Regions from separate parts of the Mus musculus genome. Here all the other regions are linked to region 1. A link is a contact called in public HiCAR-type, HiChIP or PLAC-seq, capture Hi-C and promoter capture Hi-C data. All regions are on one chromosome and are shown on one strand. The core of a region is the stretch at or near the end of the contact, and the rest is flanking DNA. Distances in the headings are between cores, read along the strand shown. Region 1 holds the start of Adgra3 (adhesion G protein-coupled receptor A3). Region 2 holds the start of Anapc4 (anaphase promoting complex subunit 4). Region 3 holds the start of Zcchc4 (zinc finger, CCHC domain containing 4). Region 4 holds the start of Pi4k2b (phosphatidylinositol 4-kinase type 2 beta). Region 5 holds the start of Sepsecs (Sep (O-phosphoserine) tRNA:Sec (selenocysteine) tRNA synthase). Region 6 holds the start of 8030423F21Rik (RIKEN cDNA 8030423F21 gene). Region 7 holds the start of Ccdc149 (coiled-coil domain containing 149).

Region 1 (2,946 bases), core at 327-2,826:
AAGGAAGGGAGGGAGGGGATGGAAATAAGTCAATAAAGGTGTTGACTAGGCTATGTGACTAGGCTATCCCACCAAATATCCTTCCGTATAGTTAGGCTACATTAAAAATCCTACTTTAAGTGGGTTCATTGATCACACATGTCTTTTCCTTTATGTATGCATAGTGGCAGCCTTGATTCTTTTTTAAGAAACCTACCAAAACAACATAGGGAAGCAAGACGCCCAGGGACTCAGATTTCAGCCTGCCAAAATACCCGCTACAAACACTGTGACTCAAACTTTTCCAGACCAATTCATCTTTCACAGAAAACTGAATCTAAAGTCACTGGGCCAACCGCTCTGTCCAGCTGGCACAAAGAACCACGTTTCCAGGACTGAACCCTGGATCCTATAGCACAGTTGAGTTACCAAACTTTTCCTTCCAGGTGGAAACCCACACTGAAAACCCGAAGTCCTTCCAACCTCTGGAGGGCTCACTCAACACACACTGTTTTCAATCCCGAAGTTCCTGGCTTTCCCGAGAGCTCTCCGACTTCAGTATGGGGCTGAAATGGACTTGGACAACTTTTATCTTACATTTCTCCGAAATTAGTAACTCTAAAAGTTGTTCTGAAAGAGCACTAAAAGTAAGGCAGAAAGCGACGAGAGCTTCGTAGAGGTTTGGAGACCACACAGAGCCACCCTAAACTGTGGCGTCCTGCAAACTGGATCTACCTCAGGTGCAACTTCATTTCCACAGTTAGGATGAAGACTTCGGAGCACACAGGGTGTTCCCCAGAAGCCCCGAGCCAGGATGAATGAGCTTGGACTGCACCGACTGAGTGTTTATTAGCATCTTCACGTGGTATTCGGCGGCCGGAGCACAGCAAAAGCAGGGATGGCATGGGACGCTCCCGGGAACCCCGAAAACTTTTCTTTGCAAAACTAGCAGAGGGGGAACAGAGGCGGTTGCGAAGGCGATGGGCCACCCTGGTCCCACACTAAGCCACAGGGCTTCTCCAGCACCACCCCCAGCCCGCCGCCGCGCGCACACAAAGGAGCGTGTATACCCGGGAGACCCCCGCGCCCATTCCGCGCACCCGGGAGCGAGGGAAGCCCAGGAAAGGGCAGCGGGGCGTCGTGGGTTACTCACAGGGTGACCGTGCGGTTGGGCAGCGTGTCCGGGGGCAGAACCTGCGCGAGCTCCAGGCTGCTGCACACCACCTTCCCCTCGGCGGCGGCGGCCGCTCGGCCGGTACCCCGGGCCCGACCGTCGTGCTTGCAGCCCGCGGGCAGCGCCGCGGCCCCGCGCTCTCCTCCCCACAGCAGAGCGAGCAGCGCCAGCGGCAGCAGCAGCAGCGGCGGCGGCGGCTCCATGCCGCTGACCGGGCCTGCGGGGCCGAGAGACGGCACCGGCCTAGCGGGCGGCGGCGGGGCGGGGCGGCCCTGGCGGTGGCCCGAGCCTCCCGGCGGCCCGAGGATCGGTCCCGCTTCGCGACGACATGCTCCTTTGTCCGCGGCCGCGCTCGCCCTCCGCGGAGCCGCGGGGTCAGGGCCGCCGGGTCCCAGCTCGCCGCTCGGCCCGCGGGAGCGCCGCCTCCTCCCGCCGGCTCCTCCCCGCGCGACCGCTCCTCCCACCCCAGCCCCGCGCGCTCTCAGGCCCGCAGCCGACCCGACCTCGACCCGGGCACGCCCCCAGGTCCTGGCCGGAACTCCGCTGCTCCTGGACCCAGCGGAAGAAAGTTCTAGACTAGTCTAACTCCAGCAGCCCTGCGGCTCTGCTCCACGTTTCCTGGCGCCGCCGCCTGGCAGACAAAGCCGCCCTGCACGCCCCTAAGAGCCCTGGCTGGAGGGGGTGAAGTTCCTTTCTCCAACCTGACGAGGGGAAAGAGCCTGAAACCAATCTTTCCAAAGAAAGGCCATGGTAGAAAGTTTCATTATCCGCCAGAGCCAGAAACAGGTTTCTTCCCAATAAACTGAACTCGGAAGCTGCCCCTGGCCTGAAGCAGCTGTGGGCAGGCTGAGGATGCATGGGGACCATTCAACCGAAATTTCTGAGTCCACAGGTAGATCAGATGTTAACCAGTTGGAGCAACAGTGACGAAGCAGCCAAGAAACCCAAGCTGAATTTTATTATTCATGCCAAAGACCGCAGACCCCACCCTAACATTTGCAAGACCAGGGTTCTCCTACCCTATGTTTAAGTTTATAGAGACTATACAAGCCAACAAAATGAGTTTTATTCTCCTTTGAGAAACAGACTTCCTTAACATCCAGGAAGGAGCAACTTGGTATACAGAAACCTCGCGTACTTTGGAGTTCAACCCTGTAACTTAGCAGGTAAGGAGCACGTGATCACAGCCCGTGGACACAGCCAGTGGCCTGTCCATCCCCTGCTGGCCTTGCTTCCTATACTGGTTCCACTCAGCAACAGGTGGGGCGTGGCACCTGTGTACACACCTGTGCCCAATCAGCCTATCCGTCCCTCCCAACACAGCCACCCTTAGGCTGTCACAGAGACAGGAGTGGTTATTCCAGCTGCTTGATCTTACATCGAGAGAACTGGAAGAGAAGCAGGGTCCATGGCAGGCATTTTTTAACTTGGATCTAAAAAGACCTCCGAAAAAAAATTTCCAAGATCATGTCCCAGATATATGTATTTGGCGTTCTCCATAGTAAATAAGCTACCAAGACACTTAGATAAGTGCGAATTGTGCATCACTTGATACTTCTTGAGATTTAACTATCTAATATCTAAACACAGTGGTGCATATAGCATCTACTAATACATCAATGAGGAGAGAATTATTCTGGCTCTGGAAGTTGGCATGTGACAAGGAAAAGAGGGATCCAGACCTATAGTATCCAAGTTAGTTAAGGGTGGCTATCTAGAGCTTAAAATTTATCTACAATTCTGTAGGAAGTGGGGTTTTTATTCAATTTCACTTTTATTAAATTCAGCTTTAA
Region 2 (2,946 bases), core at 237-2,736, 2.8 Mb after region 1:
AGATAAAGAGACTTATATTAATTGCATTGACAAAGTCTCAAAAAAGCCCAGCAGAGACCTTGTTCTCTGGTTAAGTCTCATGAAGAACATTTTAAATAAGCATAGCAAGTTTAGAAAGGAAAAATACAAAATGTGGTTCACATATTAAAGGGGCACCAGGAAGTGAAATGGAGCTGAATCTTACGTTCTAGGAAATAAAAGATTAAGGGATTGGGGGTAAGATCCCATCCAGCTAAGTTTAGATTCAGGCATGGTGGTATACACCTTTAATTCCAGCATTACAGGCGGCAGAGCCATGCAGATCTCTGAGTTCAGAGGTTCAGTCGGACATCATCAAGGTGGGAACATGGCAGCATCCAGGCAGGCATGGTGCAGGAGAAGCTGAGAGCTCTACTACTTCATATCAAGTCTGCTAGCAGCATACTGACTTCAAGGCAGCTAGGATGAGGTCTTAAAGCTCACACCCACAGTGACACACCTACTCCAACAAGGCCACACCTCCAAATGGTGCCACCCCCTGGGCAAAGCATATTCAAACCATGACAGAGGGAAACAGTTTTGATAAACAGTACTACTGATGATAAAATGTAGACTTACTTTGCTCTCCCTTCTTGCAGAGTGGTCTTTATACTTAAAACCCAGAGCAGTTGTGATCAACAGATTGACAATTGAGGTTGCCTGGGCAGTGTCTGTCCACATTTTCTCACAAAATTGAATGCTTAGATAGCCACAGAATAAATCCTGTTTCCTCTTAACTGTGGTGAGTTTGCTACAAGTCAAGAAATCATTTAAATAAGGCGAAAGAAAACACACTATTTGTCCCTGTTAGGGAGGGTGCAAGCACTTTAACAGTATATGTCTGTAGATAGGAATCATTCAGTGTTTTGTTTTCTTTTTAAATGGTGATTTCCGTCCAATGTTAACCCTCTTTTAATTTGCTAAAATGCTGCCTGATAGAGAGGTTTGTTGTTTTAAATTCTACAATGCATCCAGGGCTGAAAACGACTGTGTGCCAAAGGAGGTCCAGTGTGTGAGTCCGGAGTTTTGATTAGAGCCTAAACCTAGAACAAAAGGGATTGTGTACACAGCAGCGAATTTCTGAGCAAACGGAAAAGGCCTGGAAGGGTTCCCACACGTCCGCGTATACAGGGTTAAGGATTCCTTTGGTACTTGCTGTGCAGCGGGCAGCCCAGAGTAGGGGACCTCCGAGACACCAGAGCTCGCTCCGCCCTAGCCACGCCCAGCTACGGCCTAGCTCCGCTCCCTTCTAGCCCCGCCCTCACCCGCTGTAGCCTAGGCTAACTTTGCCCTAAGCACTCGCTCGCCCCGCCCACACGGCTCCGCCCTACATCAAGCCCCGCCCTGCGCTCTCCCCGCCCCACCGGCGCGCGGCTGCTGTGCCACTCACTTCCTCTCGCGAAGACGTCCCGGCGTCGGCGCCGGAAGCTTTCTCCGAGCGCGGAGGGCGGAGTGAGAGGGCGGGGAAGGCCGCTGGCTAGGAGTAGGCCGAGTCTGCGACTCTGGCAGGTACCGCTGCTGGCAGGGCTTTGTGCCAGAGCTTTGTGGCCGGGTGCTCCGGCGGCCTTCTCGCGCACGTCGTTGCAGGGCCGCACCCATGCTGCGCTTTCCGACCTGTTTCCCATCCTTTCGGGTGGTGGGAGAGAAGCAGCTGCCACAGGAGATTATTTTCTTGGCCTGGTCCCCCAAGCGAGACCTCATTGCTTTGGCCAACACTACAGGCGAGGTAAGTGAGCTGGTGAGAGAGGTCGCCTGGGCTGGGACCCTCGAGCCTCAGTTTCCCCTTTGGCAGACGTGGCGAATCGCACATCTCTCCTGCCCCTACATCTCAGCATGGCTGTTAACTTTAAGAGACTGTGTAAAATACTGTGCCTTCCAGACAGGATGTGTATTCCATTTCCTGTATGGCCCAGAAGAACAAATTCCCTCCAAGTTCTGCACACCCAGGACTCCAGGAATTGATTTGGCCAGGGATGCACCATCAGACCCCGCCCAAAGTTGGTTTCAGATTAGTAGAGAATGAAGATGAACTGTCAAGTCCAACTGGAAGTGTGTGTGTGTGTGCAGTTGCTACAGAGGATGCTTGGTTCCGAGGTTTTACATCTTTGTTACATCTAGCTATTTAGAAGATCTTTAAGTTGAAAGGCTGATGCCTCACAGAATTGCAGACAGAATGCGTGTGGACGTTGTCAGTTAGCATTTCTGACATTAGGAACGTGAACATGCGATATCAAGTACAACTAGATACCCATCTTTCTGTGGAGGATGACTATTACCTGACAGCCATCTTGAAAGGGTCCCATCATCCATGCCACTTAGCACCCTCACCTATGTAAAACTAGGTGGTAAGGAAGGCCTAGCACCCAGAAATGCTTAGTGTGCCAGATTGCATTATCGTGTTGTGTGGCACGGCTCTGTCTCTAAGATCCATGGCTGGTGACATAGCTAAGGCGTGGGCTAAGAGTGCAGTCATTATTGTTGTTATTTTACTATGTCACCTACATATTCATGTTGTTTGTGTTACTTCTTTTGTCTATTGTCTTGGATAGGCTTTTTAACCTTTTCAAAAAGGTAAGTTTAAAAGATACAAAAGGGGCTGGAGACATGGCTCAGCTATCAAGAGCACTTGCTGTTCTTATAAATGACCTAGGTTTGGTTCATAGCACCCACATGGTCACAACTGTCGGTAGCTTCAGTTCCAGGGAGAACTGATGGCCTCTTCTGGCCTCCTGGGGCACTGACTGCACAAATGTGGTACAAATACATACATGTAGGTGTACCTTAAAAAAAAAAAAAGAAAGAAAATATGTAGAGTACAGGACTAAGTTGGGCCTTCTGAGTTCACCCATTTCTTTGAAAATGTCTTACATTCGTTTGGACACTGTTGTTCTGTAGATTGCAAAAAAAAATACTCAAAAGTAGTAATTA
Region 3 (2,946 bases), core at 320-2,819, 2.7 Mb after region 1:
CATAACTTACTGATGATTATCATAACCCTGTTAGCAAATAAATACATAGATGTCTATCAACCATAGTTAACACCTCATAACATTCCAGTTACCGATGGGATGTGTACGTAAATGTTCCCCCACCCCACCCGCAAAAAAAAAACCCTAAAACCTAGGATCTTGGTGATGTTGTAGCCTCCCCAGTTTTTTAAATTTTACTCTAATGCCTATGCAATAAAATCCCCTAGTGGCAGAGTTTCTAGAATTTGTGCCTGTTGTAAACTGGTGAATAACTGTGTACCTAAATCTAAGGTGTGGGATTTTTCTCACCAAAGTTTTTCCTCAGAAAAGAGAAGACTGTATCATTTTTGAAGGCTGCTTTATTATCATAATTATATACCTCCTCATGTACCTTATTCAGATCAGAGTGTGTGCATGTGCATGTGTGTATACACGCATGTACGCGTGTTACAATTTGCAATTTCATTGACAGATGTGTGTATGAATGAGCCTTGACTACTACTACCACTGTTTGGAATTAGATAGACTGATCTCTCCCACTTGGTTATTTTCTTTTAAAATTATTTTAGCCATTTCTTTGCCTTTCCCTATAAAATTCAGAATAATACTTTGTATATCTGGCTGAGATTTTGCTAGAAACTGCACTCAACCTGTCTGCACTTAACCTGGTAGGAGGTGGCATCTTTACTGTGTTCCGTTTCCCGTGTAATGAACAGACCACGCTTCCACATTTATTTAGATCTTTCTTGATTTTTTTTTCAACCACATTTTCTAGTTTTCTGCTCATGAGACCTGTGTACGTTAAACAAATACATGCTTCTTTTGCTTGGAAATTCTAAGTGGTATTCTAAATTTTATGTTTAGACAATCACTGCCAGGGTATGTTAGTCTCATATCCTGAAACTTACCAAACTCAAGTTAACCTAGAAGTTATTTAAAAAGTGTACATTCTTTGATATTTTTTATGTAGACAACTGCCACTGGCAAATGGCGACATTCTTTTCCTGAGGTACAAACGAGAACGAGAATTCAATAATTACGTGTAAGAGCAAGTGTTAGATGAGCTCCAGGCATGGTGAGGCATGTGTTTGTAACCCCAGCATTTGGGAGGTAGAGGCAAAAGATTAGGAGTTCCAGGCTACACTCTGCTACTGGGGAGTTAGAGGCTAGCCTGGACTACATGAAACCCTGTCAGAGAACAGAACAGAACAGAACAGAACCAAACCAAAAGACTAGACAGTTCTTTGGCATTGTTAAACGCAATAGAGCTGCTGTGCTGTGTGGTTCAGCCATTGTTTACCTCTTTGTTGCTCTTTTGGATCTATAATCTAATCAGATCTTTGTTCTAAAGATTCATCTCTTCTCCTGGTTATAGGTGCTCTCTTGGCATAGGCCTTCCAGCTTCACCCCAGAACCCCCACGGGTGTGTGTGTGGGTGGGTGGGTGGGTGGGTGGGTGGGTGTCCTGCTTAGTTTCTCACTCTGGGTCTGACGGCGGCATGGCTCCTCCAGGACGCGTGGGGCGCTGTGGGTTCCGCGTGCCGCGGCGGCGCTCTTTCTCCGCCTCCTTGGTTGGGACAGAGGCTTTCGGGACTTCGGCAGAAAGATGGCGGCGCCCATGGACTGTCTTGAGTCCCTGGAGGGTGATGGCGACGCGGGGCGTAGGGCGTCCGGGGTAGAGGTGGCGCTTCCCTCGAACCCCACGGCTCCTGCCCCGCTGTGCCCGCACGGTGGGTCGGCGTCTGCGCTCAGCCTTGCCGGCGGCGCCAATGGCGAGGCTTGGGCTAGGTGCTCTGCGGGTTTTTCGGATTTGTGTCTGGAAGAGAAGGCTTTTTCCCACCCCCTCTTCCTTACCTTGTGTGATGCGTGAATAACACCCGGTTTCAGAAAGTGTTTGTCACTCTATTTAGTAAACCCCCAGAGAGGTCCTGGCTGCTGGAGCTTTGTCTCCAGAGCTGTTAGCATCTCTGCTTTGGGGGACAGGTTAGGGAGAAAGCCGAACGTAGAATGCACGGGGCTGAAGGCTTCTTGCTGACAAGTTCTTAGCGGAATTTAATTTGTTGAATTGATGGGGTTTTATTGTTTTGAAGTTAGAATAAACAACAAAACCCTGGAAGCCTAATTAAGTTTACTTCTTGCGGCTTTCCAACTGTAAAGCTCAGGGTTTCACTGAAAATGGTAACGGCAAACCTTGCAGTTCTCCGGGCTTTCCCCCTTGTTTTATTCGCGTTTGTTCTTTTAAGCATACTTTCGTCATGGACCCCAGCTGTTGACTATTGTAATGTAAACAGAAAGCATTTTCTTTTTGAAGAGAGCAGTTTTAAAAATTATTTCTAATATTCAAATGCATCAGTGTTGCAATGGAAGAAAATAAGATTTATCAAAGAGGATAGTACATTGAATTATAAATTATGTATAATGCCTAAATAAGTTTTATTTAAGGCAGAGAAACTTGGTGTAGACTACTGCTTGATACTTATTTTTTCTTCCTATTCTGGAACTAGGGCCTACTCTTCTCTTTGTAAAAGTGAACCAAGGGAAGGAAGAAACACGAAAGTTTTATGCCTGCTCAGCCTGTAGAGATAGAAAAGACTGTAACTTTTTTCAGTGGGAAGATGAAAAGGTACAGTAACATTTTGGCTAGTTTTACGGAGAATGAACCAGTAAACATGAAGTTTAAGCATTATATAAAAGGATTTCTTTATTTTAGTGCATTTGGTATTTTTAAAGATTTTTTTTTTCCTTTTTTTTTTTTTTTTTTTTTTTTTTTTTTTTTTTTTGAGACATTGTTTCTCAGTGTAGCCCTGGCTGTCCTGGAACTGATTCTGTAGACCAGGCTGGCCTGCCTTTGCCCCCTGAGTCCTGGAATTATAAATGTGTGCCATCACTGCCCAGCTTAATGATTAATTATGTGTATATGTGTGTGCACCTATTTATTGGTATGCAC
Region 4 (2,946 bases), core at 175-2,674, 2.7 Mb after region 1:
ATGTGGTGGTGGCGCACACCTTTAATCTCAGTGCTTGAGAGGCAGAAGCAGGTAGATCTGAGTTTAAGGCCAGCCAGGATGGCCAGGGCAACTCAGAGAAATCCCATCTTAGAAAAAAAGCAAAAACAAACAAAGAAACAAAAAGCCACTGAACTATAGAATCTATGTTCTTCATAAAACTGCACATAGAACATTTGTCCCATCCAAAAAACAACAACAATAAAGAAGGATGAAACAAACAAGATAAAAATTTCAAAATAGTAGGTGGATGGCATTACTCACAGTGGATGGGGTTCTTTCATATCAAACATTAATCAAGAAATTCCCCAAAGATATGCTCACAAACTATTCTGATGGAGCCAGTTCCTCAATGGAGTGTCCTTCTCCCCAAGAGAGTCTTTTGTATCAAGTGGACAAAAACTAACCAGCACAGTACTTAAATTTGAAAATTAATACATTTCAAAGTAGTAGATCAAAGAGGAAAATCCTAAAAGTAATTATAAACTATTATCAGCTGAGTCAAAAGTGAAGCACACTACATCAAAAACAGTGGAACCGCAGCTAAAGCAAAGCTCTGAAGGCAACTCAGCTCTAAAGGCATTATGTTTAAAAGGTAGGAACCTCCTCGATTTTTTTTTTTTTTTTTTTTTTTTGTTTTTTGTTTTTTTCGAGACAGGGTTTCTTTGTGTAGCTCTGGCTGTCCTGGAACTCACTATGTAGACCAGGCTGGCCTGGAACTCAGAAATCTGCCTGTCTCTGCCTCCCGAGTGTTGGGATTAAAGGCGTGCGCCACCACGCCCGGGTCTTCCTCGATGTTTTAATCTTTACTAAACAACTAGGAAAAGAAAAGTGAAACAGATGAGTAGTAAGAAGCAAAATAAAAATAAAAAATAAAGTCAGCGAAGTAGGGAAAAAAATTAGCACAGCCGAAATACAGCCTTTGAAAGATTTCTAAGTGTTGACACACCTTAGTTTAACTTCAGTCAAAGCAAAAGAAATCTATAAATTACCACTATCAAGAATGTCTAAACATACACTCCCGTCTCGATTTTAGTAGCAAATAAATGCATATAATGCACAGATTATGATTACAAAACTATATATTTAACATATGGACTATAGTAATAGAAGTAGCTCCCAGCCTTCATGAACTTTTAGAGAAAAGTTAGTGAAATAAATGTATATTATGTATATAGTAATAAGAGAGGACTATTTAGGTTGGAAGGGATGCACCTCCCGCGGAAATGACGCTGGTCCTGGCTTTCTGCTGGATCCACTGCAATGGCTGGCAACGCTCTGGGAGTTGAGACACAGGTGGCCATCAATGCCCTACCCCGCCCCGCCCCGCCCCACCCTCGCTTGCCCCACCCCCTGTCCTTCTGCGCAGGCGTAAGGAAGGCGTCCCGGGGCTCGAGAGGCGGGGCGTGGCCGGCGGCTGGGCGTGGCCGGCGCGGGCTGGTGGACTGGTGAGGTGGCGTCGGTGGGAGCAGTCCCCCGCGGTTTGGCGTGATGCTGGGGTCCCAGTCCGGAGCCCGGCGGCTCTGAGCGCCGGAGCCGCCCCGGGACATCATGGCGGAGGCCTGCGAGCCCACCCGCCCCTCGGAGGACGAGGACGAGGAGCGGGAGCCGCTGCTGCCTCGCGTTGCCTGGGCCCAGCCGCGGAGGGTCGCGCCCGGGAGCGCCGTGAGAATGCAGGCGGACGAGGGCGCGGATGTCCTCCGCGAGCCCGCTACCGACGAGCCGCCGGCGGTGTCCGGGGAAGGGTCGATCTCCGCGAGCTTGTCCACCGAGCTGGATCGGACCCGCACTACGAGCTCAGGTGCGACCCATGCGCGCGCGCAACCCGCCCTTCCCTGCCTCAGTTTCCTCTCACCTTTCCCTCTGTGGCAGGAGAACGGGGACCACTAAAATCTCACTCTGTAGGCTTCCCCAAAGAGTCAGTCCAAGTGGGAACCCAACACTGAGGGAAACTTCATCCAGGACTGTGACGTAAGTTGTTTGTTCAAGTTTGGACTTAAGTTCTGAATTAAGAACGCACAACGATCCAGAAAGTTCTCGTCGGAGTCATGAGTTTACAGGGCGGATGATAAGCCGAGAGATAATAGGAAGGGATGACCATTTGCCGCTGGGACAAGTTTCAAAACTTTCTATTAAATGTTGCTATTGTGACGTTAGCCAGAGGGGGCGGAGGCGGGCGAACTCCTGCCGCCAGCTCTCTGCAAAGTATATTTGCGCGCTTAAAAAGAAAAACACCTTTTCATTATCTCCTGGGCTGATTTTAAGTGGACCTTTGAAAGAGAGGCTAACTAACAATGTTTAAACTAAAAATTAAGGCATGCTATTGCAGGCCTGGGTGTCTGTGTGGTGAGTTTGGACCGGTGGAGTGGAGTGTGGCTGAAATGGAGTAGATTTGTATGAGATCCATCTGGAGTCTAGACTGGCTTTTTTTTTTTTTTTTTTTTTCCCTTTTTCTCCTACTTGATGATGATAGGATGGATCCAAAGAAGTATCATATGCACTATTCCACGAGCATCATTCCATATGACTCCTTGTGGAAAAGCCACAGGGAAGGTAGTTGTTATTAATACTGCATTTCTTAGAAGTTAAGTTTATTTGACCTACCAGTGTGCTAATGTGACTTGAAATGATTTGAACAGGGCAAGTCAAGAGTTCTAACAACTTTTATTCAAACACAAATCCTCTAAATAAGAGACCTAAAGGAAGTCGTCTCTGAAACACATTAACTACATAGGGGTCTGCCCTTACCACGACGTTAGCTGATGGATGAGTTTGCCATGCAACACTGAATAGAGCAAAGGAATGTGAAGTTTTCCACTTTCACAAATCTCTGTTCAGCCAGCTGCAGTGGACACTTTGGCCCTATCTGAGGTAGAATCTAGTCTGTGAGGTAGCTAAGATCCATATGGCTGCTACTTGCCCCAGAGT
Region 5 (2,946 bases), core at 127-2,626, 2.6 Mb after region 1:
TAACTCTTATTCCTTTTGAAATGAACTGTTTTTTTTTTTTAAAGACTTGTTTATTTTATGTATATGAGTACACTGTAGTTGTCCTCAGACACACCAGAAGAAGGCATCAGATCCCCTTACAGATGGTTGTGAGCCATCATGTGGTTGCTGGGAATTGAACTCAGGACCTCTGGAAGAACAGTCAGTGCTCTTAACCACCGAGCCAGCTCCTCAGCCGTAACTATGCTTTTTTAAATTTTGCTTTGTTTTGCTTCATTAAGTTTTTATAACAGATGTACTAGTTTAAATATTGTCAGAACACAGCACCAGTGATGTTGACCAGTCTGCTGGATGAAAGAGGAAACCACCATATATCAGAACTACTGTCTTGAAAGCTCCAAGTCTCTCAGTTCCATCTCTCAGTTCCGTTTGATTTCTGTACCCATTACCCATTTCATGAGGGAAGGGATTATTTCTGAGTGGAAACTTTATAATTTAGTAGGAATACCACCACCATTATTTTAAGTTCCTTCCACTCCCATTCCCAGAATGAATGAATAAGTAAATAATTTCATAAGTAGTTTAAGAACCATACCTGTAATGTCGTCGAGCAACCAAAGCAGAGGCCACTCTCCCTTCCCTTTCTCCCACACCACAATTACCCAAGAAATTGTTGCTATCCATGACTGCAAGCTCATGCAGAAAGAGTTCGAGGGTACTTTCATCCCAGCCATCCTCTGGACACTTGCCCTTAAAAAAAAAAAGTAATGGCATTTATATTCAGGTAAATTATCGGCCCCTAAAACTCCACATCAATGTACTTGAATTCCTTTTAATGTGTTTTAATGACCCTTGATTCCTCACATCAGAAATAAACTCAGCAGCTATGAAGGAACGTTTGCCAATTGGCCAAACGTTCGTTTTCTATTTGACTACAAACTATAGAGGTTGCGGACTTATGTAATATGGCCACTGAAGTTTGCGAGGGCTCAGTGGAGTTAGGGAAACTGAAAAGGTGACGTCCTCGGGTGAGTTTTCAAACTAGGGGCTGGCAGACCCTGGGGGCACTACGGTTCAGGACTCCCGTCAAGAGGTGAGGCCAGAGAGGTGCGGCGGGCAGCTGCCCGCGGGCGCAGGTCTACCGGCCGCATGCGATCTATCCCCGAATGGCCCCGGCGGACCAAGCCCTTGGACTTTGACAGCTCCGCACACACCAAGGCGCCGCGCTGCCCCGCCCCTCTCGGCACACGCCGAGCCCGAGCGCCGAGTACCTGCTCTAGAAGCAGCCGGATGAGGTGCTCGTGGGCGCGCCGAGCCTCGCAGCCCTGCCTCACGTAAGCCGGAGACACCCGCCGCTCGCCCGCCGCGAAGCTCTCCGGGTTCATGACGGCGCCCACTGAACACACACCGAGGCCCAGGATGCAACGCGCTGCCCGGACGGTACGGGGCGGCCGTGGACCCAAAACACCCTAAGACGCCGCCTTCGACTTCCGCGCATGCGCAGAGCCGTCTTGGTGGCCCTCCACTCCCATTCCCCAACACCACAAGCACTTGGGAAGAAGTTGGAAACCTTGAGTATATATGAGAGAGTTGGCAAGATTAACGGGTTTCCGGCCAGAAGAAAGGGGAGTTGGATTGGGCTAGGTAAGCCCTCTTGTAATCAAGAACACTAGTACTTCAAGAGAGGGCAGAGAAGGCAGAAGAGTCATTGTGTGGGCTTCTCAGGAAATGACAATTTATGATCTGTTCCAGTCATATTGTTTGAGTCTTCCCCAGACTGTGTCAGATTCCAGAACCTTACATCATACATACCTTGATATATTTCAGCAATTCCTACTGCCTGACAACCTTAGGAAAGGATAGAGCCCTGCTCTCGCGGCAAATTTATCTCATGATAGTTACTCTTTTCATTTTAAATTATGCAATAATCTGCAATAACTCAACCCACCATCATATTATGGGAAGAGGAACCTTATGCATATCTTACCTGAGATCTAGAGTTTTCTCTACTAAGTTTAGATCTACAGAATTCCTTTAAGAACTTTGTACTAACATTTGTCCATGAATAGTGTATCTTTAGAACATAGTAGTAGTCTACCAAATGTAGGAATTCCCCACTGGTAGAACATATATGTACTTACATGTCAGCAAGCAAGCACACATGGCCTGCAAATTCTATATGACTTTGAAATGTTTGAGGGAAGAAGAGTTCCTCACCTTTTTTGGGCACCACAACAAAAATGGACAAGAAGCTACGGGACTCTGTAATGCACTATTTCATAGAATCGTAGCCATATAAAAATAAAGGCTCATGGGGAAAGAGGGGAGATGTGGGAAACAATGAAAATGTTCTGAGAGATCACTGCCAAGCCAGCTTTCTTACCCATTAAAATCCCTGAGCATACAAAGGTCACAATCCTGCAGCTATTCAAAGGCACCATTGTACACTACCGGTGCCTAGCCCCTGCCTTTGAAAAGAAAGGATGTGGTAAATGGTTGGACCTTTTGCTCGGCTAATCTCTGAGCCTCCCGGGACATTTGCTTAGGGGCTACCAGATATCTTCAAAAGGATATCACATGTCTCTATGGAGCCACTCATTGCAACATAGACAAGCTGGTTAGTCTCCCAAGTCAACATTAGCTGTGAAGCTTGACAAAGATCACTGAGGTTAACTGAGGATCATTGTAACCTGCCTACAACATAGTCTAGGAAAAGTCTACAAAAGTGGGCTGAACCATGACCTCAATGGCCATTTCACCATTTTTAGATTGATTTTTAAAATGTATTTTAGATAGTGTATGTCCATTTTCAGGGTGGTCTGTGGTATTTCCTTGCCAAAAGATACAGCCTGTATAGTCTCTCTAAGTTCTGATTTTATTTTAACCTGGGTCAAAAAAAAAATTCTAACAATAACCAAGCCACTTACTTCTATCAAGAAGATCAAATTCTAGTCAAACCTAAAATGA
Region 6 (2,946 bases), core at 277-2,776, 2.6 Mb after region 1:
CATAAAGCCCAGGGGACTGGACCATGGCACCGCTGGTTGCTATGGATACCAAGGCCCATCACCACCATGGGCATCATCAGCATGTGAGAATTGGATCTTAGGGCTGTAGAGTTTAGAGGGGACTGGGTGGAGAAGAGGAGTCTCAGATCCTTTAAATCTGACCACACTGAGTTGATTTAGTCAGATGCATTTTATGCAGAGGCAGTGGGGAGTCTCAGGGTACAGATAGCCAATGGCCAGATGACCCCCAGTTTCAATCCCTCTTTCCTAAGTGGATGGCCCTGAACAACTAATTAACCTCTCTGTGTCTCTCTTCTCCGTCTTTAAAGCGATGGTAGCACTGATTCTCCTGCATCTCTAGGATTGCAAGGAGGACTCTGCGCCAATCTGTATAACACAGGGCTCAGAACCGTGACTAAGCCCTGCTGCTTGCCGCACCCTTCAGTGCCATGGAGGAGGAGTATAGGAGGGGCTCAGACTTCATGTTGACCCTCTTCCCTGTGTGAAATGGCCACAGGTCTCCTCCCACCAGGGACCCTGGCCCTTCTCAGGCCCCCACTCCATCTTAATGATAAGCTAGTGGCCACTTGCTTGGAGGCTGTGGGATCTGTTCAGAGTGTCACTGTCACCAGGCCCTTGACAGGGTGCAGCAGCTGCAGAGGGTACAGAGAGAGGTGGCAGGCTCTGTGTTCCTGAGCAAATCACTCAGCCTCCGTGTGCACAGCACCACGTCTATAAAACCGTAACAGCACATCTCTCAAGGACATCTCATTTCCAAACTGCAGGACTTTTCCCTATGGAAATCATGATCTCTGAGTCAAGGTGGCCGCCCCCAGTCTTCTGGCCAGGTGTCTGACTTCCCCAGGGCTCAAGGAGAGCACTCTGGCCTCTCAGGTCTGCCTCCTGTTGTGTCCTGCCCACCTCAGGCCGCACGCACGCCCCCTCTCTGCAGTCTCCCTCCAGGTTGCACTAACGTGCAAAGAAGGGGCTGTGGTTAAAACCCGGACATTCCCCCGAGGATCAGGGTGGCAAGGCCCAGTGCCTTCTTGCAACAGCCCTGCTTCCCAGGGAGAGAGGCCTTTTCCGAGGCGACAACTTTGAGCATGGCGCAGCTGCTCCTGGCGTGCCAAAGCCGGGGCGCGCAGACGCGCGGCGGGTGGCAGTCATTAACCGGCTGTCAGGTTCCTCGGCTGATGCAGCTAAAAATAGCGCGCTATAGATAGCAGCCTCCCCCGCGACTGCAGCCCGCACCCCATCCCCAGATCCGCGCCGCCCGGCACCCCGAGGAGACCGCGCCACCAAGCTCAGCTATTTATAGAACCCACACCTCAGCACTTTCCACCCACCATACAACCATTTCAGCTGCTCCGATGAGAAAAGAGCAGCCTGGGCCGCCACTTACTCCGGTGTGCAATCACATCTAGGGCCAGGGAGTCCTGATGTTATAGGAAACCTCCAGGCAGACTCAGATTAAAGATCAATGGCCACATAAAACGTAAGCAGTCAGTTTCGCGGCGAACAAGTCCTGGTAATACAGAGTTGTTTCAGTGAATAAACTCGGAGAGCTGTGTAGCCCCACCCCCCATGTTGATTAGCCCCCTGGCGAAACCCTGAATGCTTGAAGTAAGGGGCAGGCAGGGAAGGGGGGAGTGGGGCTGGAGACAGACACGGGGTGGGGTGCAGGGGGGGGGGGAGAGAAAGGAGAGGAAGAGGAAGGGGAGAAGAGAAGAATTAGGAATGAGAAGAAGCCATAAAGAAATAGAGATGGGAAGAGATAAAAAAAAAAAAAAATAGAAGGACAAAGAGGATGGGGATAAGGACAGGGAAAGAAGACTGGGAGGTGGCAGAGCAGTTAAGTGCACCTGCTGCTCTCCCAGAGGACCTGAGTTCGATTCCCAGCACCCACATGGTGGTTCACAACTAACCATAACTGAAAGCCCAGGGAATCTGACACCCTCTTCTGACATCCTCAGATACGGTGGTACACAGGCACAGGCACAGGCACACATACTGACGAAACATTATGCACATAATTTTTTTAAAGAGAGAGAAAGGGATAGATGGAGAGAGGTAAAGAATAGAGAGATGAGGAAAGATGGAGATATATTATGCAGAGAGAGGAAGAGAGATAGATGGGAAAAAAAGAAACATTAAGATTGCAAACATGTCAGAGTGTTCCCTAGCCCTTCTCCTAATGCCCTCAACCGAATTTTTTCTTCCCACCTGATCACTTTACTGATTCATCAAGACAAGTATAAATCATATTTCCAAATTTTGGTGAGCCCAGCAGCTAGATAGGCACTGACATCTGTCAAGGAAGAGGGCACTGGGCCTTGCCACCCTGATCCTCAGGGGAATGTCTGGACCCTAACATGGCCCCTTCTTTGCATGCTAGTGCGGCTGACTTGGAGTCAGTTCCTACCTGCCACCCCCAGCTTTGGGAATCTAGAACAGGTGCCTCAGCCTTCAAAAGTCTGGTTTCCTGGGCAGAGCGTCCTGCCCATCTTACAGCACTGGGGTGAGGCCATAGAAGGCATAGAAGGCCTGCAGGCCAACCACTGCTCAAGGCCACAAGCTCTGAGAATGAAAGACCAATGTGGATGTTGTGGACATCACCCCTGGCAAACAGTCTTCAAGATGCATGGCACACCCCCATGTTTTCCCCCATTCTGTTGTGTCCCCCGTGATCCATTTCTGTGAATCCCAGTGGCCCAAAACAAGACCCCTGGGAAGAAGTTTTGAGGACCTGGGCAGAACCTGGGTGGTGAATGGAGACATCTCTCAGCCAAATCTTTGAAGTCTCAAAACCCTTGGTTGAATCTGGACCTGTAGACATGGGTACTTGGTCAGGGAGTAGCTAGGTAATGCTCTCCCAGAACATCTGGATCCAGCATTGGCTCACATGTCTCAGAAGTCACCTCCTGGTCCTGCCCAGGAAACTAGGCA
Region 7 (2,946 bases), core at 233-2,732, 2.4 Mb after region 1:
TATTGTTTATTGTTTATTTGTTTATTTGTTTGGAGGGAGAGCTTTGAACCCGCTATGCAGCAGAGGATGGCTTTGGTTGGACTCCTGATCCTCCTGCCTCTACCTCTACCAAGAGCTGGGACCACAGGCGTGCATCCCCATGGCCAGGTAGTGTGCTTGATTTGGAATGACCATTCTCAACACAGATCTACCTGAACAAGAATACCGTACCTTCTAAGTCAGCACCCACTCCTGGACTTCCATGGAGAACCCACCCCCACCTTCATCATCTTTTACTGCTATAGATGATTCTGGATGGGCCCAGAGATGAGATTCCCAGTGGATATATTCCTTGACACAAAGCCTGATAGAGAAGATAACCTGACAGAGAAGATAGAGCTGGGCCGTGGGCCGAGACATAACCCCTTCCAGTGCTAGACCAATGTTTGAAGGAACTAAACTAAGTGGCTCTAAGTGGTGGAGTTCATTGCTCTACACACACTGGGTGTTAAGTGGCTAGATAATGGAGGAGCCGTCCATACAGGTGAGGGAGGTGAATTGGTAGCTTGCTAGGGGAAGGAAGACATCAGGATCCCTCTCACCTGGAGAAGCTAGCTGCCTGACCCGAGCCAACCAACTGGGTGGATCAGAGAGAAGGCAGCCTAAGAGTCTGAAAGCTTCCTTCTGGCCCATTCACAGGGGAGGGCGTGGAGTTGTCTATATCCACAGGTCACATCACCTCTGTACCTGTCTCATTTTCCTTTGAGAAATGAATGGTTTCACTACCTCACAGCACATAGTAGGTGCGGGAAACAGGAGCTCAGAGAGTGGAGTAAGTGAACGCATGAACCAACCATTGCAAGGATGCCAAACTCTTTCACTTAAACCGCTGCTCCAAGTCATTGCACCTGCCCAGTTGTTACCCAAGGGCCCGGATGGTCCCTCAGGCGTCACCTTTTCAGCATCGGGAATCATCCAATCGCTTGCCTCCATAACAGTGGTGACTAGGCAGGCAGGTGGGGCTTGGCTCTTTCCCCTCCCGGATCCCAGGGCTTCTCAGTCTCTCCAATCCTAGGCCAAACGCTGGCGAGCGAAAGGCCCCTCCCCAAAGCCTGGCACCAGATGGTGCGGGCGACCGCGGCTCCCCCGCAGGCCCGAACGTGAGGGGTGGACCGTGCACCTGCAGGTCCTGCCGCGGCCACCTGCTACCCGGGCTCACAGGGCTTGGGGACCTGCTGCAGCGGCTCAGGAGGCCGATCCGGAGCCCCGGCCTCACCTCGCTCACCAGCCCCTGCCAGTCGCTCTCGGTCCGATCGCCGTCCATGTCCCCTCCTGCGTGCGCGGGCGGGCTGCACAACCGCCTCCCTTCTCCTCCTCCTGCTCCTGTCGCCGCCGCCGCCGCCGCCACCCCGGCCCCGCGCAGCCCGGAGAGGGCCAGGAACCTCCGAGCCTCCGCGCCGCCGCCTCCCGCGGCTGCCCGCGCCGCTGCCTCCACGTCAGCCTCCGCGGAGGAAGGGGAGGAGGAGCCGGGCCCCAACCACTGCCCTACAGTGGCTCGGGGCCGGTGCCAGCCGCGGCACCCCGGGGACCCCAGGCCACCAGCTGTGTCTCCTAGGGAAGGAAGGGACTCTGCATGTGAACCATCACATAACCCCAGACTCCAGCATTCCCAGGCCTGTGGTGAGGGAGGGAGGCTGGCGAACAGGTGGGTGTCATCCCCAGGTCGAGAAGCCAAACTCCTCCATCCAGCCATCCCCTGCCAGGTCAGGCCTCTACCATTGAAACTGAAGCTCCACCAAGGAAGGGCCCTTCTTTCCCCTGAGTACACATTGGAGCAACCTTGGCACGCAGTAGATGCTCTACATCTTTTGGTCGAGCGTATGAATGAAGCTCACCATACTGTACATACATTATACTGATTTTTAAAGCGACCAACATTTCTTTTTAAGTATCTGATGTCGTACTAGAACGCAAGTACAAAGTTTGAAAATAAAACTCTAAATTCTGAATAGGGCCAAAAAGCTTGGTGGTGGGATTTAGCATGAGTTAAGAGAGGAGCCAGCTGAAGATTGTGCTATTCAGGGCTCTGTGTAGAAGAGGAGGTGGAAAGGCTGCAAAGAGATGTCAGAGATGGTGGGTGACTTCGAGGAAACAGTTTGCAAGCACAACAGGGCTCATATGGACTCTCAAAACACACACAAGCCCAAGTCAGACACAAAAATGAGAAGAGACATGGCCGCAAAGTCTCACCCCTAACCAAGAAGCGACTTGCAACTGATAGCTTCTGGGAGAGGGAAAATCCGTTTTCTTAACAGAGTGATATTTCAAACACACGGCAAGGCAGGCCCCGTGTTCAGTCCTAGTCAGCCAACACAATAGAACGTCACGGATTTTTTTAAATGCTTTTGTTTGTTTTGGTTTTTATGAGAGAGAAAAAATAAGAAGTTGGGGGTGAAGAGAAGGGGCCTAGGAGGTCTTGAAGAAGAGGAAAGAATATAAGAATATTTAAAATATATTGTATAAAATTTTCAAAAAAAAAAACTTTCTAAAGATAATTCCATGAAACTTTCATGGGAAAGGAAGACTAGAGACCTCCAGAGGGAACCTCAGATGAATGCTATGTGATCCCCGCCCCCACATAGTTGCCAACAGAAAGCTTTCCATACTTGGGGAAACTCAGCTTGTATAAAGGAGTAGGTGGCCTGAGAAGTTGGTAAGTCCATTTGGCAGCTGTAGAAACCTCACGGCCACCATGGATTTACATTGTCAGTTCCTGCTGAGAGCGGGTCAGTTCTGTGACATGGAAGCTGGGTGCTGAAAAGTGGAGAAGCGGCCTTGGCCCCAGCATGCTACATGATGAGAATGGGAAAGGCCGAGCTCTGTTCTTCCCTTCTCTTCTGTGTTTCCAAAATCTTTCCATTATCTCTCATCCTGGGCTCTTCATCATTTGATCTGCTTTGCCCAAGC

Evidence for each region. Promoter capture Hi-C pulls out the DNA fragments that hold promoters and counts their contacts. HiCAR-type assays count read pairs that join an accessible place to other places. HiChIP or PLAC-seq counts read pairs in DNA pulled down with a chosen protein or histone mark. Capture Hi-C pulls out chosen DNA fragments and counts their contacts.
Region 2: a HiCAR-type map of astrocytes shows a contact between it and region 1, with 7 times the contacts expected there. The contact joins the promoter of Anapc4 here to the promoter of Adgra3 in region 1. A contact is called at or near these places in 3 of 39 promoter capture datasets (the 3T3-L1 cell line, 3T3-L1-derived adipocytes and liver) and 1 of 115 datasets of contacts at active chromatin or transcription factors (astrocytes).
Region 3: an H3K4me3 HiChIP or PLAC-seq map of embryonic forebrain shows a contact between it and region 1, with 7 times the contacts expected there. The contact joins the promoter of Zcchc4 here to the promoter of Adgra3 in region 1. A contact is called at or near these places in 2 of 39 promoter capture datasets (the 3T3-L1 cell line and frontonasal cranial neural crest) and 1 of 115 datasets of contacts at active chromatin or transcription factors (embryonic forebrain).
Region 4: a promoter capture Hi-C map of hippocampal neurons shows a contact between it and region 1, with 4 times the contacts expected there. The contact joins the promoter of Pi4k2b here to the promoter of Adgra3 in region 1. A contact is called at or near these places in 4 of 39 promoter capture datasets (the 3T3-L1 cell line, hippocampal neurons, liver and 1 more) and 2 of 115 datasets of contacts at active chromatin or transcription factors (astrocytes and embryonic stem cells).
Region 5: a contact with region 1 is called in an H3K27ac HiChIP or PLAC-seq map of embryonic stem cells, with 6 times the contacts expected there. The contact joins the promoter of Sepsecs here to the promoter of Adgra3 in region 1. A contact is called at or near these places in 3 of 39 promoter capture datasets (the 3T3-L1 cell line, hippocampal neurons and liver), 2 of 115 datasets of contacts at active chromatin or transcription factors (astrocytes and embryonic stem cells) and 1 of 9 other capture datasets (adipose tissue).
Region 6: a contact with region 1 is called in an H3K4me3 HiChIP or PLAC-seq map of embryonic forebrain, with 7 times the contacts expected there. The contact joins the promoter of 8030423F21Rik here to the promoter of Adgra3 in region 1. A contact is called at or near these places in 2 of 39 promoter capture datasets (hippocampal neurons and liver) and 1 of 115 datasets of contacts at active chromatin or transcription factors (embryonic forebrain).
Region 7: a contact with region 1 is called in a capture Hi-C map of embryonic stem cells, with 4 times the contacts expected there. The contact joins the promoter of Ccdc149 here to the promoter of Adgra3 in region 1. A contact is called at or near these places in 1 of 115 datasets of contacts at active chromatin or transcription factors (astrocytes) and 1 of 9 other capture datasets (embryonic stem cells).

Annotation. Positions count from the first base shown.
Region 1 is chr5:50,057,420-50,060,365 of GRCm38.p6, forward strand. It overlaps Adgra3 (adhesion G protein-coupled receptor A3), which reads right to left and starts at 1,577. Exons shown (of 19, transcript NM_133911.1): 1 at 1,133-1,577. The coding sequence starts at 1,356. LOC115490186 (a long non-coding RNA gene) reads right to left here and starts at 1,124. Exons shown (of 2, transcript XR_003955916.1): 1 at 715-1,124.
Region 2 is chr5:52,832,649-52,835,594 of GRCm38.p6, forward strand. Anapc4 (anaphase promoting complex subunit 4) reads left to right here and starts at 1,487. Exons shown (of 28, transcript NM_024213.2): 1 at 1,487-1,744. The coding sequence starts at 1,616.
Region 3 is chr5:52,781,486-52,784,431 of GRCm38.p6, forward strand. Zcchc4 (zinc finger, CCHC domain containing 4) reads left to right here and starts at 1,570. Exons shown (of 13, transcript NM_001308144.1): 1 at 1,570-1,729; 2 at 2,504-2,622. The coding sequence starts at 1,606.
Region 4 is chr5:52,740,150-52,743,095 of GRCm38.p6, forward strand. Pi4k2b (phosphatidylinositol 4-kinase type 2 beta) reads left to right here and starts at 1,425. Exons shown (of 10, transcript NM_025951.3): 1 at 1,425-1,819. The coding sequence starts at 1,570.
Region 5 is chr5:52,668,325-52,671,270 of GRCm38.p6, forward strand. Sepsecs (Sep (O-phosphoserine) tRNA:Sec (selenocysteine) tRNA synthase) reads right to left here and starts at 1,377. Exons shown (of 11, transcript NM_172490.4): 1 at 1,251-1,377; 2 at 575-729. The coding sequence starts at 1,364.
Region 6 is chr5:52,617,485-52,620,430 of GRCm38.p6, forward strand. It overlaps 8030423F21Rik (RIKEN cDNA 8030423F21 gene), which reads right to left and starts at 1,527. Exons shown (of 3, transcript NR_045738.1): 1 at 1,403-1,527.
Region 7 is chr5:52,470,096-52,473,041 of GRCm38.p6, forward strand. It overlaps Ccdc149 (coiled-coil domain containing 149), which reads right to left and starts at 1,483. Exons shown (of 13, transcript NM_001379231.1): 1 at 1,256-1,483. The coding sequence starts at 1,303.